Linked DNA regions of Oryctolagus cuniculus: region 2 is linked to region 1. The links are chromatin contacts, called in public Micro-C maps. All regions are on one chromosome and are shown on one strand. The core of a region is the stretch at or near the end of the contact, and the rest is flanking DNA. Distances in the headings are between cores, read along the strand shown. Region 1 has its middle 11 kb from the start of MC5R. Region 2 has its middle 7.8 kb from the start of MC2R.

Region 1 (5,496 bases), core at 1,833-4,332:
AGGGCTGGCCTGGAAGAGGGGCAACCGGGACAGAATCCGGCGCCCCGACCGGGACTAGAACCCGGTGTGCCGGCGCCGCTAGGCGGAGGATTAGCCTAGTGAGCCGCGGCGCCGGCCAGAGATTTATTTACTTTTAGAGGCCAGTGTTGTGTTGTATCAGGTAAAGCCAGTGCCTGCAGTGCTGGCATCCCATATGGGCACTGGTTCTGATCCAGGCTCTTCCTTTTCCAATCCAGCTCTCTGCTGATGCACCTGGGAAAGCAGTGGAAGATGGTCCAGGTGCTTGGGCCCCTGCACCCACATGGGAGACCCAGAAGAAGCTCCTGGCTCCTGGCTTTAGATCAGCCCAGCTCTGGCCATTGCAGCCATCTGGGGAGTGAACCCGGATGGAAGACCTCTCTCCCGCCCTCTCTCTCTCTCTCTCTCTCTCTTTCTCTCCTTTTGTCTCTCTGTAACTCTGCCTTTCAGATAAATAAGTAAATAAATCATTTTTAAAATATTTATTTGAAAGACAAAGCAACAGAGAGAGAGAAACAGAGAGATCTTTCATCTGCTGGTTTACTCCCCAAATGCCTGGAACAGCCAGGGCTGAGATGGCTGAAGCCAGGGGCCTGGAATCTAATCCTTGATAGGGACCCATCACTGCTGCTTCCCAGGGTGTGCGTTAGCAAGAAGCTGGAGTCAGGAGCTGGGGCTGGGGCTGCAACCCAGGCACTATGATGAGCATCTCAGTGGTGGCTCAGCTGCATTGGCACAAAGGCCACCAGGATCTAGCCTTGAGAACCCCGCCATCCTGCCCTGAATCTACAGTTCCAGTGGAGACAGTGGAATCTCAGGACAGATTTCCATTTACTTCTTACTTATATGTTTGTGTTTACTTACTTACATAAAACAGGCGCTGGTCTTCAAAAACTTACATAGCCATGAAAGCCTACTCATGTGAAGAAGCTGTGCTGGGTATGTTGTTAAATCAGTTTCTTATGCCTGTTTTCCTGGGTTCCTACAGTTGTATACGAATGAGATCTGGAGGAAAAGTAGCATTTATCAGAAACACTGCTTCAAAAGTGAAGCACTACCTCACTTAAAATCTACCAATTTCTTGTCTAAATTGTACTACTATTCAGTTCAATATGCTTTCTAGTAAAAAGAATGAGATTCAATTTAAAAATAACCCAATAACAGAATCAGTGAAAAATCCACCCTGAAAAAATAAAACAAGCAACTGGCATTCACATTACTGTTCCAGTTTAAGTAGACTCTATTATCCCTTTCTAAGAATTAATCTAAAGAAATAGCCCAGGGCCGGCGCCGTGGCTCACTAGGCTAATCCTCCGCCTAGCGGTGCTGGCACACCAGGTTCTAGTCCCAGTTGGGGCACCGGATTCTGTCCTGGTTGCCCCTCTTCCAGGCCAGCCCTCTGCTGTGGCCAGGGAGTGCAGTGGAGGATGGCCCAGGTGCTTGGGCCCTGCACCCCATGGGAGACCAGGAAAAGCACCTGGCTCCTGGCTCCTGCCATCGGATCAGCGCAGTGCGCCGGCCGCGGTGGCCATTGGAGGGTGAACCAACGGCAAAGGAAGACCTTTCTCTCTGTCTCTCTCTCTCACTGTCCACTCTGCCTGTCAAAAAAAAAAATAGCCCAACTGAGGGAGAAAACTACACCCATAAAGAGGTGTATTACAGAATTATATTTAATAGCAAAAAAAGTGACAGTAGGGTAATGACAAGTTAGTTCATTATATGTTCACTGGCAGGAATATCACCCACATAATAAAGATTATGAAAATCATTAGTCAACTTCAAAACATTTATAATATAAGACACAAATGTTTATTATGGTTGTAATCATAGGAGAATGTTTAGGCATTTGACAGATGCTAGAAGGGAATAAGCAAAAATAAAAGTGGATTAGGATATACTGGGCTCAGACATTATTAGTTTAATAATAAATAAAACAGGGAAACTGTTCTCCCAGACTTGGAATTTATCAACAGAGTACAGTAAAGTTTGATATCAGTCAATGCAAAGTTCCAGCAGGATGACTTGGTCCCTCTAAGATTAGAAAATGTTTGCAAAAAGGTAAATGGTATACCATTAACAGAACATTGTGCACAGCTTTTTAAATGTTTTAGACAAGTTTATCATATTAAGGAAAAATATGGGTGGCCTGTGGTTCAATGTACTATCCCAACTTTGCTGAGGAAGACAGATGATTGACAGAGAGATACGACTGTTAGAAGGTAGACCAAGGGCTGGGTGTGTTGCACAGCAGTGTAGACACGTGTGGCACACCCTCGCATCATATCAGAGTGCCTGGGTTCAGGTCCCAGATTGCCTTCCAATTCTGGCTTCCTGCTGATGTGCACCCTGGGCAGCAGCTGGTGATGACTCAAGCATGTGGGTCCTGCCACCCACATGGGGGACTTGGATGGAGTCCCTAGCTGGTGGCTTTGGCCTGGCCCAGCAGTGGCTCTTGTGGGCATTTGAGAAATGAACCAGTGGATGGAAGATCTCTGCATCTCTCCATCTCCCTGCCTTTCTTTTTTTTTTTTTTTAGGTTTATTTGTTTAGATAGTTACACAGAGAGAGGAGAGGCAGAGAGAGAGAGAGATCTTGCACCTGCTGGTTCATTCCCCAATTGGCCGCAACAGCTGGAGCTGTGTTGATCCGAAGCCAGGAGCCAGGAGCTTCTTCTGGGTTTCCCGCGTCAGCGCAGGGGCCCAAGGACATCTTCTACTGCTATCCTAGGCCATAGTAGAGAGCTGGATTGGAAGTGGAGCAGCCAGGATACCAATTGGCGCCCATACGGGATGCCGGCACTCCAGGCAGCGGCTTTACCCACTACGCCACAGCGCTGGGCCCTAAATATTGTTTTTAAAATAGAGAAACGGTACTTCTCATCCAGCCATGGCTATAATTAGCCTTGTGTAGTTCTTGACCCACGCCCAGCCGCTGACTCTCCCTTAAATAGGCCTAAGTGCGCACCGCTGTTTCTCTTCTGGGAATGCAAGCCGCGGTCGACACGGCAGAGTTTAACTCCAACTTCTGTGCAACACACATGCACTTGGCTCCCTGCTTCCCCTCCAGACCGCCCTGGATTCCTTCCTCAGGCTAGAACTTTGCCCTGATTCCTGAGCGGATCTGGCCCAGGGCTGACGCAGGTGGCTCTCTGCTGCCCACTGCTGATCCCAGGCACTCCGTCGGTTGCTCCGTGAAAGTCTGCCACTCTGCGCTTCCGAACAGCCCCTGAAGACCTTGGCTCTGAACTCATGCGCCGGAACCGGCTTCTTGTATCTTAGACGAAACAGAGGCACGGACCAGGCGCACGCGGCACCCCTGCCATCTGGGCGTCTGCTTAGCCATAACAGCATCACTGGCATCGCCTCAGACGGGCATAGCCGGAACTGTTGGGATTATCCAAGATGCAATTTTCAGGAGCCCATATAGTTGTCCTCAGATTTCACAAATGTCAGATGGGCGGAAATCGCAGATATTGGAAGGCCTTGCCCACGGGGTGCCAAACGCTTCGAGGGTATGTTGATGCTCTTTCAATACACCTCACAGAAACTAAGTCCACCCATTCGTGAAGACCGTCCCGATGGGAGACGATGCTCTGCCTCTGTCTCAGCACTCCTAGGACAGTGAAGCGCGTGTAAGAGCAGGAGTCAGGGCTAACTGGTCCTAAGAACAAAGGAGAGACACCTGCCCCAAATACAGATCAGCTCAGCTCCAGCGCTGGGATCTGTGACGTGTGCAGGTGGAGAGCAGCGTCCAGCCCCCGCCATCACAGGCTCTGCCAGTCTTCACAGACTTCGCCGAGCATAAAAGGTGATGAGAAGCGAATGACAGCAATCACGGACCCGGTTAGCTTTGGGGTTGGAAGCTTCCATGGCAGCATCTCGGGCTGTCCCGACGTGGGGGGGGGGGGGGATCCTCCTTCTCCCTTCCTTACAGATGCTAGATTGTGTCCAGGGACCTGTCCCCATTCGCTTGACCACTGCATGACCCAGCACATGCAGATGTCACGGTGGGACTCGCTGGATTTGCTAATTCTAATCAACAAAATGGGAGGGAACCTGCCAAAGGGCCTGTGTGGATGATTTCTCCTCCAAGAGCAACAAAAAGAATTTCTTCTTCTCCTGGGAGCCCCCAAGTGTGCATGAATCTCCAGGACGGCTGGGGCTGGGGCTGGGGCTGGGGCTGGGGCCATCTTCCTGACTGTGGCAGAGCAGAGGGCTGCACGTCACCTGGGAGTCTAACTTGCCTCAGCTCAGCTGACGCTGAGCCCTGCTCCACGCAACCCCCTCAGCATTCGATAGGGTCTATTTCCTGTGCTCAAGCTAGTCCTTGTGCTGCCATGGAATTCGTCCAAATGAGCAGGGCTCTTTCCCCAGAGGTTTTTGTACTCTAGTGTTCTTTTCTTTTTTAAATGTATTCAAGAGACAGATAGCGAGAGACACAGAGTTCCCACCCACTGATTCACTCCCCAAACACCTGCATTGGCCAGGCTGGGCCAGGGATGAAGCCAGGAGCCAGGTCAGCACCCACAGCACAGGCAGTGGCTTAACCTGCTGTACCACCACAATGCCAGCCCCAAAACAGATGTATTGGAACCAACAGGTAGAAAATCCCATCTATCTCTCCATCTCTGTAATTGCCTTTTAAGTAAATATACCTGTATATATATATATATATATATACACACACACACACACACACACACACATATATATATATATAAAACAAGAGCTCAAGTTAGGACTTTCAAGAAGTTGAATGTGACAATTCAAGTGGAACTTGGCTCTACAGGTTATTTATCAGATGTTTCTTGTAGTGTCGGGGTGTCTGAGATAATTCCAGATGTTGACCCAACATCTGGTGCCCCTTGATCATCTGTAACACAATGTGTCATTACTAAATACTAAGCAATTGAACCCAGGCAGGATCCCATCTCTGCGGGAACTGTGTGCCTGAACTGCAGCCACAGAAACTTAGGTGCACTGCCTCTGAACCGGCAGGCATTCATGTACTTACATGCTTCAAAAAGTTCATGGAAAATTGAATTAAAAATTAATTTTGCTGATTTTTTTTCATAATTTATATAAAGAAACTACACATGGATGTCAATATTTTTTGTACCAAATTCAATTCCATTTTCCCATGGAATTTCTTAAGTACCCTTGTATTTACTCTCAATGTCTTTTTCTTAAGTTTTTTATTTATTCATTTGAAAGGCAGAGAGGGGAAGAGAGAGAGAGAGAGAGAGAGAGAGAGAGGTTCCATCCACTGGTTCTTTCCCCAAATGGCCAAAACAGTCAGGGCTGGGCTAAGCTGAAGCAGGAGCCAGGAGCTTCTTTTGGGTCTCCAACATGAGTACATGGGCCCAAGTACTTGGACAACCCTCCACTGCTTTCCCAGGAAATCCTTAGCAGGGAGATGGATTAGAAGTGTAGCAGCCAGGACTGGAACCAGGGTCCATATGGGATGCTGGTGTCAAAG
Region 2 (5,496 bases), core at 2,016-4,515, 81 kb before region 1:
ACTTGGGCCATCCTCCACTGCACTCCGGGCCACAGCAGAGAACTGGCCTGGAAGAGGGGCAACCGGGACAGAATCCGGCGCCCCGACCGGGACTAGAACCCGGTGTGCCGGCGCCGCAAGGTGGAGGATTAGCCTATTGAGCCGCGGCGCCAGCCATCTTTTTCTTTTTCTTTTTAAAGATTTATTTATTTATTTGAAAGTCAAGTTACACAGAGAGAAGAGGCAGAGGCAGAGGCAGAGAGAGAGAGAGAGAGGTCTTCCATCCGTTGATTCACTCCTCAGTTGGCCTCAACTGCTGGAGCTGTGCCAATCCGAAGCCAGGAGCCAGAAGCTTCTTTCTGGTTTCCCATGCGGGTGCAGGGTCCCAGAACTTGGGCCATCTTCTGTTTCCAGGCCACAGCAGAGAGCTGGACTGGGAGTGGGGCAGCCGGGACTTGAACTGGTGCTCTTATGTCATGCCTTTTCAAGTGAAGGGGAATTGGGGACTGTGAGGTAAAAAACCCAGCCCCCATTTTTAAGGGGAATTGCCTTACGGGGTGGTGGAGTTTCCTCATTTGATGAAAGTGAAGCCCCAGGAAAGACTTGGTGCCACTGGGGTTGCTTAATGTTGTCCCTAGCCTCCACCCTCTGCTGTCATCGCGTGCTTGTGTTCTTCCACCTTTGGTTCCAGCCACTGCACTGACCTCCTGGCCCTGGGGTATTCCTGCATCATCCTACCCCCTAAATCATCCACAGCTGCCTGCTGAGTACATCATCCCATTTTTTAAAAAAAAATTTATTTATTTGAAAGGCAGAATTACAGAGAGAGAGAGAGAGAGAGAGAGAGAGAGGTCTTCCACCCACTGGTTTACTCCCCAAATGGTAGTTATACCCAGGGCTGTGCCAGGCAGAAGCCAGGAGCTTCTTCCAGGTCTCCCACAAAGGTGCAGGGGCCCAGGCACTTGGACCATCTTCCACTGCTTTCCCAGGTGCTTTGGCAGAAAGCTGGATCAGAAGTAGAGTAGCCAGGACTTGAACCAGCTCACATATTGGATGCCGGCATTGCAGGTGGTAGCTTAACCTGCTATACCACCACAATGGCCCCAGCATCAGACCACTTTACATCAGCCACAAAGAATGGGACAAAGGAAGCTGGTGTAACTTTGCCTCTTGTAAAAGATAAAAGTTTTTTTTTCTTTTTTTTTTAAAGAGGCTTTTTGGAAGACACGTCTTATACCTTACAAACACACATAAACACACACACACACACACACACACACACACAAAACAGTTAACTCCAAATAGATCCCATGCATAAATGTAAAACACAAAACTCTACAACTTCTAGAAGACATGAAAGAAAATCTGCATGACAATGGGCTTGGTGGTGAGTTTTTATATATAATACCAAAAGCATCATCCAAGAATGAAAAATAGATAAGTTGACCTTATTTTTAAGAGAGAGGAGTAACTTGACAAACACTAAACATCCCAGTGATGTTGACCAACCTCAACAGTTGACAGTGTGGATGTGACAGGAATGATGTTTTACCTCTTGTGGTCTTCCTCCCCCAAAATCCATAGCCCCAGCCAAACCACAAGGAAAACTCTAGACAAGTGCAACATATTCTGCAAAATACCTGACCAGTGTTCCTAAAAACTTTCATGGTCATCAAAAACAAAGAAAGGCAGAAATGACACAGCCAGGAAGAGCCTAAGGAAACAAGAGAGCTGAGGGTAACAGGCAGCCTGGATGGAATCCTGGGACAGAAAAAGCACATTAGGCAAAAACTAAGGGCACATGAATAAAGTATGGACTTCAGTTAACAATAACATGTCAGTGTCAGTCCATTGATGATGATAAATGTACCTTACGAATCAAAGATGCTAATGATATGGGAAATTGGGTATGGAATGTATGAGAAATCTCTGTGCTATTGGCAATGTCCCCATAAGTCTAAAACTATTCTAAATTAAAATATTTATTTAAAACTAGTTTATAGTTATGTCAGCCAATGTTACACACCATTAGAAGTTCATGTATTTTTTTCAGAGTTTTTTCCATGACTTTGCATGAAATATATACATATGTATACCCACATACACACACAAATAAACACACACACACAGCCTTCTATACCACTAAACTTGATTTTAATTATCATATAGTGTTCTATTATATGGATCTTCCAGAAATTGTTTTACAAATCCTCAATCACTAGTTATTTGTGCTGTTTTCAATTTTTGACTATTTTAGATAATAACCCAGTGAACACCTGGTATACACATCTTTGCTACTGTGTAGGGCCACTGAATCACACACCAGTCAGGTCTGAATGTTTCAAACACAGACAGAGTGAAAATGAACTATTTCTGTCACCTTCTATAGGGTTAGAGCTTGTGCCTAGGCTCCTTGCTCTAGGTTTTTAAGTGATAAGACATTTTCTAATGAAGGGATTTCTAATGAAGCAAAAGTTGGCACCTGAATTTTGAATAATTATACTTACTTGCCTTCAAATAAATCTTCCACAGCCCCTTTTTTATTTATAATTATCTTTGCATCTTCTATTATGCAGTTTTGATTTCTGTGATCTGTCAATGTCAAAGGAACATTTATAGTGTTAGCCACTGTATTTCTCTTTCCCTACTCCAATTTTTATCTATAGCAAATAATAATTGCTTCTCAAATTTTACAGCCAATTGTCACAATTCTTCTCCTGGATGAGAAGGGCTTATACCAGAGTTAGGAAGGGAAATGACTGTCTTCTAGGAGATCCATTGCCTTTCTCAACTCAAAGGATACTGCTTGCTTTTCACCAAATGGAACTTCAGAATACAGAAAATTTCAATCCCTTTGCACCAACAGTCTTGGCCATATACTTTTTCATATGGTGTACATCACTCACATATATCCATTAGAAAATTTTACTGCTTTTCATTCTGAATATCTCATAGATGTCATATTTTAATGTGGATCAGTATATGTTACTCCACAAACTAGGGGTAAAAACACTAATCTCTTAATATTTAAACCCAATGTTCAAACACCCATCTCTTGTGTTAGCATCAAAAACTACAGCATCATCCTCTGACGTCCTTCTTTGCACCTGAGTTTTCTAGAAACCAAGGGCTTACACATACAGAGTCCAAAAAGAAAGCGAGGACATTCTGGTATTTGACCCATCGGCTGCGGCTGTTACTCCTCACAGCCACAGGGTGTCGCTTGGGGAGCAGCTCCTCTGTCTAAAGGAATGTGGCAGAGTCCTGCCAGCAAGCTTCCTTGGGATTCTCAGAAACAGCCATCCCCAGTGTGACAACCACCCAGCAGCTCTGGGCCAGGCCCAGTATGGGTGTGGCTTCGCCTCCTCACTCTTCCTAAAGTGGGCCGTGCCCGCTGCGTCCCAAGAAGAAACACTCCCAGAGGTTGTGTTCTTTCTCCTTTCCACATTGGTGGGGGAAAAAAGCTGATTTCAACTGCTTCCTTCAGACAGTGGGCACTCACACGCCCCTTTCCTTCTAGGTGAAAACCTCTTCTGACTCTTGCACCAAAAGTTATTACTTCCTGCCTGGATAGCCAGGCAGGAGACCCTGGCCGTGCACATACTCTTGCAAACAGAGCTGCTCCAGGGGGCCCTGTGAACTCCATGCCTCATGGTCCCTAGGAGAGGGGTAATGGCTGTTGTTTTCTAGCACCACCTGCAAAGAAGAGGAAAGAAAACATATGCCTTGCTAGCAAAAGCATCAATCCCCACAAAACCCTAACACAAACACGCCCCTCTAGGACTTTATGCTCCTACACTGAAAACATGAAGCCGCCAGCTCTATTTCTCACACAATTCATAGATCTTCCTAAATCTGTCTTGCTAGAAATCATGCAGAGGATGATGGTCACATTCTAATGTATCCACGAACACCTGGGTGCTTCAAAATGTTCCTGGAAAATGACATCAGATATGTTTATTTTGGTGCAAAAAAAAAAACATTTTGAAATACACACACACACACAAAAGAAATCCACACAGACAAGAGGTCTGGGCAATGTGTACGAAGAACATGTTGTACAAAGAAGCTTGGCACCAAAATGAACTTAACGTTTGACTCCATTGATTCACGAATCTTTGAATTCCCCGCATAGTTACTGGGCACCGCAAGCAGCGGCGAAAGCAGACGGGAAGAAGATGGTGGTGAGTTTGCCAAGCCTCCAGGGCACTTCTCAGCTGCCCGGGAGGTAAGACAGGCACTGGGGCTGCCCTTTCCCAAGAGCAGGGCACTCCCAGTGTCCAATGCAAGGCAAGAACAAAGCATGCTGCGGGCCACGAGTGCACGGGCAGAGCATGTGGTTGAGAGAGTGACGGAGACGTTCAAGAGGTTTGATCTCAACTTAGGCTTAAGCCAAGGTGCAGCATAGATAGAGAGGAGGTTAGAGAATCCCATGGTGGTGAAAATGTGGACGGCAAACACGAACTGGACGTCCTTGAGACAATAAGCCCCCGAGCTGGCAAGAACACAGGTTCTACATAGAACACTGGAAAATGCAACGGGAATGTGACAGCCTGGAAAAGGATTTGGGAGAGCCTTCAGTGCCAAGTGTTTGAACAATGGAACTCCATTCTATGGCATTGAAAACTCAGTGAGGAATAACAGGCTTGATATTTTCAAGAATCACTTTGTACTTCCCTTGCTGGCTGTGCAAGCTGCAAGTTTAAGTTTTATATTAAGTGCCTAACTGTAGCCTCATCATAATGGCTTTGTGTGGCTTTTTAAGATTTAGCCATAGTGTGCATGTTTATGGGCACAGTGCAATGTTTTGATGCATAGATACATTGTGAAATGGCCAAGTCAGGGTAATTACCTATCCATCCCCTTAAATATCCATCATTTCATTGTGGTAACAGCATTCGAAATCTTCTCTTCCAGCTATTTTGAAATACACAACACCTTATTATTGACTGTCATCACCCCTGTTCAATAGGTCACCAGAACCTCTAACTCTAACTTAGTCCCTGGGGTCCAACTTCTCCTCAATCCTCTGCAGCAAACCACTCTTCCACTCTCAACTTCTACAAGATCTAAGATTTCTAAGATTCTTCACTTGAGTAAGGTCGATAGCCTTTATGAAGCCCTCTCTGTGTGCCAGGCGCTGGGCTAGATAATTCACATATGGCATCATTTATAAACCAAACCACAGTGTGAGAACTCTATGAATCAAGCTGTTTTGCATACATGTGTAGACAAGAGTGTCTTTCTCTGATGCTCTTTCTTGATTTTGATGATAGACCAAATCAAAAATTAACTTTCACAAAAAAAACCCTTTATTTTTAGGATATATTGGACATGGGGTACTCTAGCAATACCTGGAAGGCCAACTTTCCCTAACTAAAATCAAACCTTAGCTTGGCCTTGATATATCATATATCATATCACATATATGTTCCTCTCCTCTTCCCCCTTCCTCTCTCCCGCCCCATCTTCTCCCTCTCCCTCTTCCTCTCTCCTATTTCTCACATTTCTCTCCCA

The links. Hi-C and Micro-C count contacts between places; a contact is called where the count stands out from the background.
Region 2: a contact with region 1 is called in a Micro-C map of ear pinna, with 12 times the contacts expected there. The contact joins two enhancer-like sites. A contact is called at or near these places in 4 of 6 Hi-C or Micro-C datasets (ear pinna, psoas muscle, skin fibroblasts and 1 more).

The regions. Positions count from the first base shown.
Region 1 is chr10:70,653,482-70,658,977 of mOryCun1.1, reverse strand. No RefSeq gene overlaps it. Among named protein-coding and RNA genes, the nearest start is that of MC5R, 11 kb to the left of the region's middle. Within about 2 kb of position 3,082, at least 1 of the 8 cell types and tissues checked has an H3K27ac peak or open chromatin away from gene starts, as enhancers often do.
Region 2 is chr10:70,734,835-70,740,330 of mOryCun1.1, reverse strand. No RefSeq gene overlaps it. Among named protein-coding and RNA genes, the nearest start is that of MC2R, 7.8 kb to the right of the region's middle. Within about 2 kb of position 3,265, at least 1 of the 8 cell types and tissues checked has an H3K27ac peak or open chromatin away from gene starts, as enhancers often do.